2 separate regions of the Sus scrofa genome follow, and region 2 is linked to region 1. Evidence: chromatin contacts called from public Hi-C data. All regions are on one chromosome and are shown on one strand. The core of a region is the stretch at or near the end of the contact, and the rest is flanking DNA. Distances in the headings are between cores, read along the strand shown. Region 1 overlaps ARMC9 (lisH domain-containing protein ARMC9). Region 2 holds the start of B3GNT7 (UDP-GlcNAc:betaGal beta-1,3-N-acetylglucosaminyltransferase 7).

Evidence for each region. A called contact is a pair of places that touch in the nucleus more often than the background predicts.
Region 2: a contact with region 1 is called in a Hi-C map of embryonic fibroblasts, with 1.9 times the contacts expected there. The contact joins the promoter of B3GNT7 here to the enhancer-like site in region 1. A contact is called at or near these places in 1 of 5 promoter capture datasets (liver), 17 of 47 Hi-C or Micro-C datasets (alveolar macrophages, blood, brain and 9 more) and 1 of 2 datasets of contacts at active chromatin or transcription factors (skeletal muscle).

The regions. Positions count from the first base shown.
Region 1 is chr15:132,036,422-132,039,043 of Sscrofa11.1, reverse strand. All of the region lies in intron 18 of ARMC9 (lisH domain-containing protein ARMC9), which reads right to left. Among named protein-coding and RNA genes, the nearest start is that of B3GNT7, 90 kb to the left of the region's middle. Within about 2 kb of position 1,318, at least 21 of the 83 cell types and tissues checked have an H3K27ac peak or open chromatin away from gene starts, as enhancers often do. A contact at or near this core is called in embryonic fibroblasts and omental adipose tissue, where this site is marked.
Region 2 is chr15:132,126,044-132,128,665 of Sscrofa11.1, reverse strand. B3GNT7 (UDP-GlcNAc:betaGal beta-1,3-N-acetylglucosaminyltransferase 7) reads right to left here and starts at 1,280. Exons shown (of 2, transcript XM_003483754.4): 1 at 1,192-1,280. The coding sequence starts at 1,202.

The DNA of each region.
Region 1 (2,622 bases), core at 69-2,568:
ACTGACGGGACACAGACAATACATCAGGCCCTCTGCTCAGACTGAGCATGGGGGTTCCACTTACTCCTTACAACACTACTACCTGGCTGGCCAGAAAAAATAAGGTTTCTGAAATTAAGAGCTGAGAGGAGTTCCCTGGTGGCTCAGCAGGTTAAGGAGCCAGCCTTGCCACTGCTGTAGCTCAGGTCACTGCTGTGGCATGGGTCCGATCCTAGCCTGGGAACTTCCGCATGCTGCAGCCATGGACAAAATAATAATAATAAAAAAATAAAATAACAGATGAAGGCATCGTGAAAGGTAAAATCAAAATAAATGCCAAAAAGTAGCACACAACCAGCCAACTGGCAGCAACACGCGTTGCATGACTAACCCCCGGCATGTGTCTCCCACATACCACAGAGCAGCGTTAACTTTCACTTCACTTCTGGTGTTTTCTATTTCAGGTAAACTCGCTCTGCTTTCCCCTTTAAAGATGCCACTTTCATCTGTCTACTCTTAGCAGCAGATTATGGCTTAGGTTGAATACACCAAGCATGCCAACAGCTTAAGGAGTATCTGCCCCTTTCGTAGTTCTCGTTATTCTACAAATTTAAATATGGTACAGTTCTCATTTTGCTCACTATGAACTGACAATTGCTTCTATTTCTATGTTTTATATAAAAGACCTATTCCATGTTTGAGGTAACATACATGGCACATGTATTCTATTGGATACAAAATGGCTCAGTTTGAGTCAAACAGGGACCCTGAGCCCTTACAATCAAGTGACACGGACACAAGCAAGAACCTCAGTTACCACCTGGAGCACCCACGTCTTGAATTCTGAAGTTGGAAGAGATGGCAGGTCAGGGACTATTTTTTCTCTAGTCATATTCCCAGGCCTAAGACACTAAGTGTTTCATCTTTGAATGCCAAGTAATATTGATTTGATTGGGCAAGCAGAAATGAGCTTATTTATTAAATAAACAACTGTAAAATGAAATAATGCAGAATGCATTTAAGTACAAGGATTTATCAAACAGGTCAAAATTAGAAATATGCACGCCTCACACTACATAAAAGATCCCATTATTGCAAAAATCTGTGATAACAGGAAAAAGCCAAGCACTGTTTTAGTATTTGTAAAATATTAGATAAGAGGGGAAAAAAAGTTTATTGTAGAGCACCGGCTGACCGTTTTTGCATCTGTTTCCATGGAAACAGATGTTGGACAAATAGGGTCTGTAAACGCCTTGGAATCATGAGGTGTCTCCGAGCCCTCACTGTGTTTTGAGCCATCTGATGTCTGTTTCCATAGAAACCAGAGCGGAAACGAGGGCAGAAGCCATGAGTCAGCCTGTTGGGTGGTTCGTCCCCGCCACGGTATGAGAGCATAGGAGGTGTGTTACAGAAGGAAAAGCATCTAGAACCAGCACAAAGCGAAAGTCTTCATTGGGAAACACTGGTTTCTTTATTGACTTGGTTAAATAACGGAAAGGCCCTGCAAGGAACACAGACAAAAAACAGACGTTTCTTTGCTCATCAGGTAACAGGGAGTTCAACGTGAATTTACACCATGCCAAGCAAGCTGAACACAGGGAGTGACCCATCAGAGGTAAACTCCTGGAGAGCAGTTGGTTCTTTGGATGTGTGCTCTGAAGCAGCTTCTGAGCACACATCCAAGGTAGGCCAACCATCTCACAGGGTGGGTATTAAAGTGGCCGAAAAGAGGTCACAGGACTTCCCACTGTGGCAGTGGGTTAAGAATCCCACGGCGGTGGTTCAGGTCGCTGCAGAAGCGTGGGTTTGCTCGTTGGCCTGGGAACTTCCAAATGCCGCCAGTGGGGCCAAAAAGAAAAAAAAGTGAAAACGACAAGAGAGGTCAGAGCCCAAGCACTCCACACGTCTCTGCGGAATGGGACTGCGAGGCCACGTGCAGGAGGCCCACTCAGAAACTGACCGGATCTAGACCCCATCATGTTCTGTTCCAGCCAGATAATGGCACGGGCCTCTCACATAAAATCAAGTTTCACCCTACCCATGATGTCCCCCACCGCCAAGCCTGTGTTCCCCACTCCGTTAATGGTATCACCACCCTCCCAGCGACCTAAGGGTCAGGGTCCCCAGCTTTCAGTTCCTAATGACATGGCCTCTTACTGACCAACTGCTGTGAGTTCCACTTCCAGGAGCACCTGCTGTAGAAGATCTCCCAGCCATGGGCCAAGGTCAGCATCACCCCCCCACTGAAGTGCACAGCAGAGGCGGGGGCGGGGGGGGGGGGGGGAACGCAGGCTCTCACACCAGCCTGGGTTTCAATCTCAGTTCCAACCACGGTTACTGCCCCTGTAACCTTGAGTGAGTGGACGAGCCTCTGCGAACTTTGGTTTTCTCATCCAATAAACAGGGCTAATAATAGTACCTACAGGACAGAGGTGAGTATGAAGAACAAACACAGGGAAGCTCGTAAAGCTCTTGGCCCCGTCCTGCACACAGTAAGCACTCAGAAGCTACTGGCTCTTAAGTAAACCCCAAGCTTTCTGGATTCCCCATGAATCTGAACGCTGGTGCCAGATCAATCTTCCTAGAGCACAGCTCTGTTCACAGGCCTCCTGGGCTCACAAATAGTCAGTGGTATTCACAGCT
Region 2 (2,622 bases), core at 31-2,530, 90 kb before region 1:
GTCCCCCAGCTCTGCTGCCTTGGGAGGGGCACAGTTGGAACCCATTCTCCAGGGACCCTCATGCCGAGGTAACCCCACCGCCCTCCTCTCGGAAGCAGAAATCAGAATTTTTTTTTGTCAGGAGTGCTGCCGAGACTGGGTCCCTGAGTCCTAGACACTGAACTCCTGGACCCCAGGACCCTCTGTCCTCAGCTCACACTCTGGGGGTGGCCAGGCCACTTGCCCTGGTCACTCTTGTGGAGACACGGCAGCTGGGGGCGCCAGGGAAAGGGCAAAAGCCAGAAAAGTGCGGCTTCGCAGGGCCAGGCCAGCAAGGAGGTGGCCCTGAGCAGGGCAGACTCGGGGCCATGGGAAGGGCTGCAAGGTGCTAAGACAGGGACCCTGTGAAGCGGCCTGGGGGCTGGTCGAAGATGCAGGCACCCAGGGCCAGTGAAGGCTGAGCCCCCTGGAAATGACATTTTCCCCCGGGGTCCCAAGGTTTCCTGTGTACAGAGTTGGAGGGGAGACATCACCTTAGGTGCTGAGGTGGGGGCGTGACCCCACCCCCTCCGGGAGAGAGGTCTCCTGCCCTGGAGGTTTCTGCTGAAGTCCCCCACACCCTGGCTCCGGTGAAGCGGGACTGGTGCAAGTCCAGCAGGGGTCACCCCAGCGTGGGGCGGGGGGAGCACGGGGGGGACGAGGCGTCCCCTCCACCCCCAGGCCCTTCCACTTGCACCTCCCCACTCCCTGAGTAGGAAAAAAGCCCCCAAGGGGAGGGGAGGAGAGGGGGAGAGGCAGGCGGAGGCCCGAGCTCCCCAAGAGGAAGGAGAGCCACTCGATGGGTAGAGGCCGGGGGCCGCCCAGGACACAGGAGGCCCTCGGAATGGATGAGACCCAGCTGCCGGCGAGATCGTGCGTCCCCTACTCCCCGGGTTCGAGGGGGATGTGGATGCCGCGGGGCAGGGGGGCCGCCGGGGAGGGCTGAGAGCACCGGTCCCGCGGTCCCCGGTCGCCGACCGGCCGGTCCAGGCGCCGCGCACGGCCGGGCATCTTCGGCCACCGCCGCGCCGGCACATCTGTGCCCGGGAAACTGAGGCCAGCCCCGGGGACACCCAGGGCAGCATCCCCCCCGTGGGCCCCCGGCCTCGGGAGGCGAAGCCCGGGGTCCCCGCGCCCCCAGCCCAGGCTCCCCGGCCCGACGACCCCACTCACCACAGAGACATGGCGGCCCAGGCCGGGGCGGCGGCGGAGCGGGGCGCGCGGGTCGCAGCTCTGGGCGCCGCGGCTCGGGGACGGCGGGCGGGGACCCGGACCGGGACGGGGGCGGGCGGGGGCGGAGGCCCGGCCGCGCCCCCGCCGCAGCTTTCCTCTTCCCCGCGGCCGGAGGAGGGGCCGGGAGGGTAGGCGGCGGCCCAGGTGCCTTAACCCCTTCGGCGCCCCCGGCCCTCCCTCCCCGCGGCCGCGCGCCCAGCCGTCGGCACCGCGCGGGGCGGCGATTGCCCATGTCCCGGAGGTGCCAGCCGGGCCCGGGGAGCGCGCGGAGCCGCCCAGGGTCCCCCAGCCGGAGCGCGATCGGAGGAGTCGGAACTTGGGCGCCCACGAGAATCTCCCCGCCCCCGGGGCCGCGGCTTCCCCCGCCGAGTTCCCCTGGGGTTTCGGCCCCTCGGGATGCGTGGGAACCTGGACCCCACCCACCTCCAAGCTCGCCGAGCGCTCGGGGCCCCGCCGTTTCCCTCTGGCCCCGGGCGGACTTTTTCTGGGTGAGGGAGGCAGAGGCGGACGGGGCTTCCTGCCCCCAGCCCGTTTCCCTCTGCCCGCTCCCTTTCCCCCCTCCCAGGCCGGCCGCCCTCGGCCAGCTACCCAGGGCTGGGTCTGCGGACGACAGGGACTGGGGCTGGGAGAGGAGCTCCAGGAGAGCTCAGGACGAGGCTGGGCTGCCCGAGGGGGCACCCAGGCCCCGGCTGCAGCTCTGAAGCCCTCTCTGAACCCGCCGGGCAGCGGCCCTCTCCATTTCTGGGCTCTTTCTGCCTCTGAAGAGTCCCTCTTCCTCTCCAAGGGGACCACAGATCTGCCGGCCCAAGCTTCCTGGTCATCTCTTAACAAGTATTTCACTCTTTTGTCTCCAAGACTTTATTTTGTTTTTAGGGCACCTGCAACATATGGAAGTTCCTAGGCTAGGGGTCAAATTGAATCTGCAGCTGCCTGCCTACGCCACAACCACGAGGGATCCAAGTCACATCCGAGGCCTACACGACAGCTTTTGGCAATGCGATCCTTAACCCACCCAGTGGTGCCAGGGATGGAACCTGCACCCTGGTGGGTACTAGGCTGGTCTCGCTGAGCCACAATGGCAGCTTCCATCCCTACGCCTTTATGAATTTCTCTGTGTGTGCCATGCCCAGCTACTTCTAGGCAGTGAGGTGCACAAAGACCTAGAACTGTTTTCGGCCCAGGTGGGGTGCTGGGTGTTCCATCCGGGTGACTTCCAGAATCCTCTAACAGGGAAAGACCTCTGAGAAGCCTGTGGCTGCACTGATGGCTGTTCTAGCCGTGTTCCGTCACTAAGCTTACACAGGACCTCAAAAATGCCATAGTAGTGAAACAGAAGCATTTTCCAGTCCCATAAATAACAGCTAACATTCA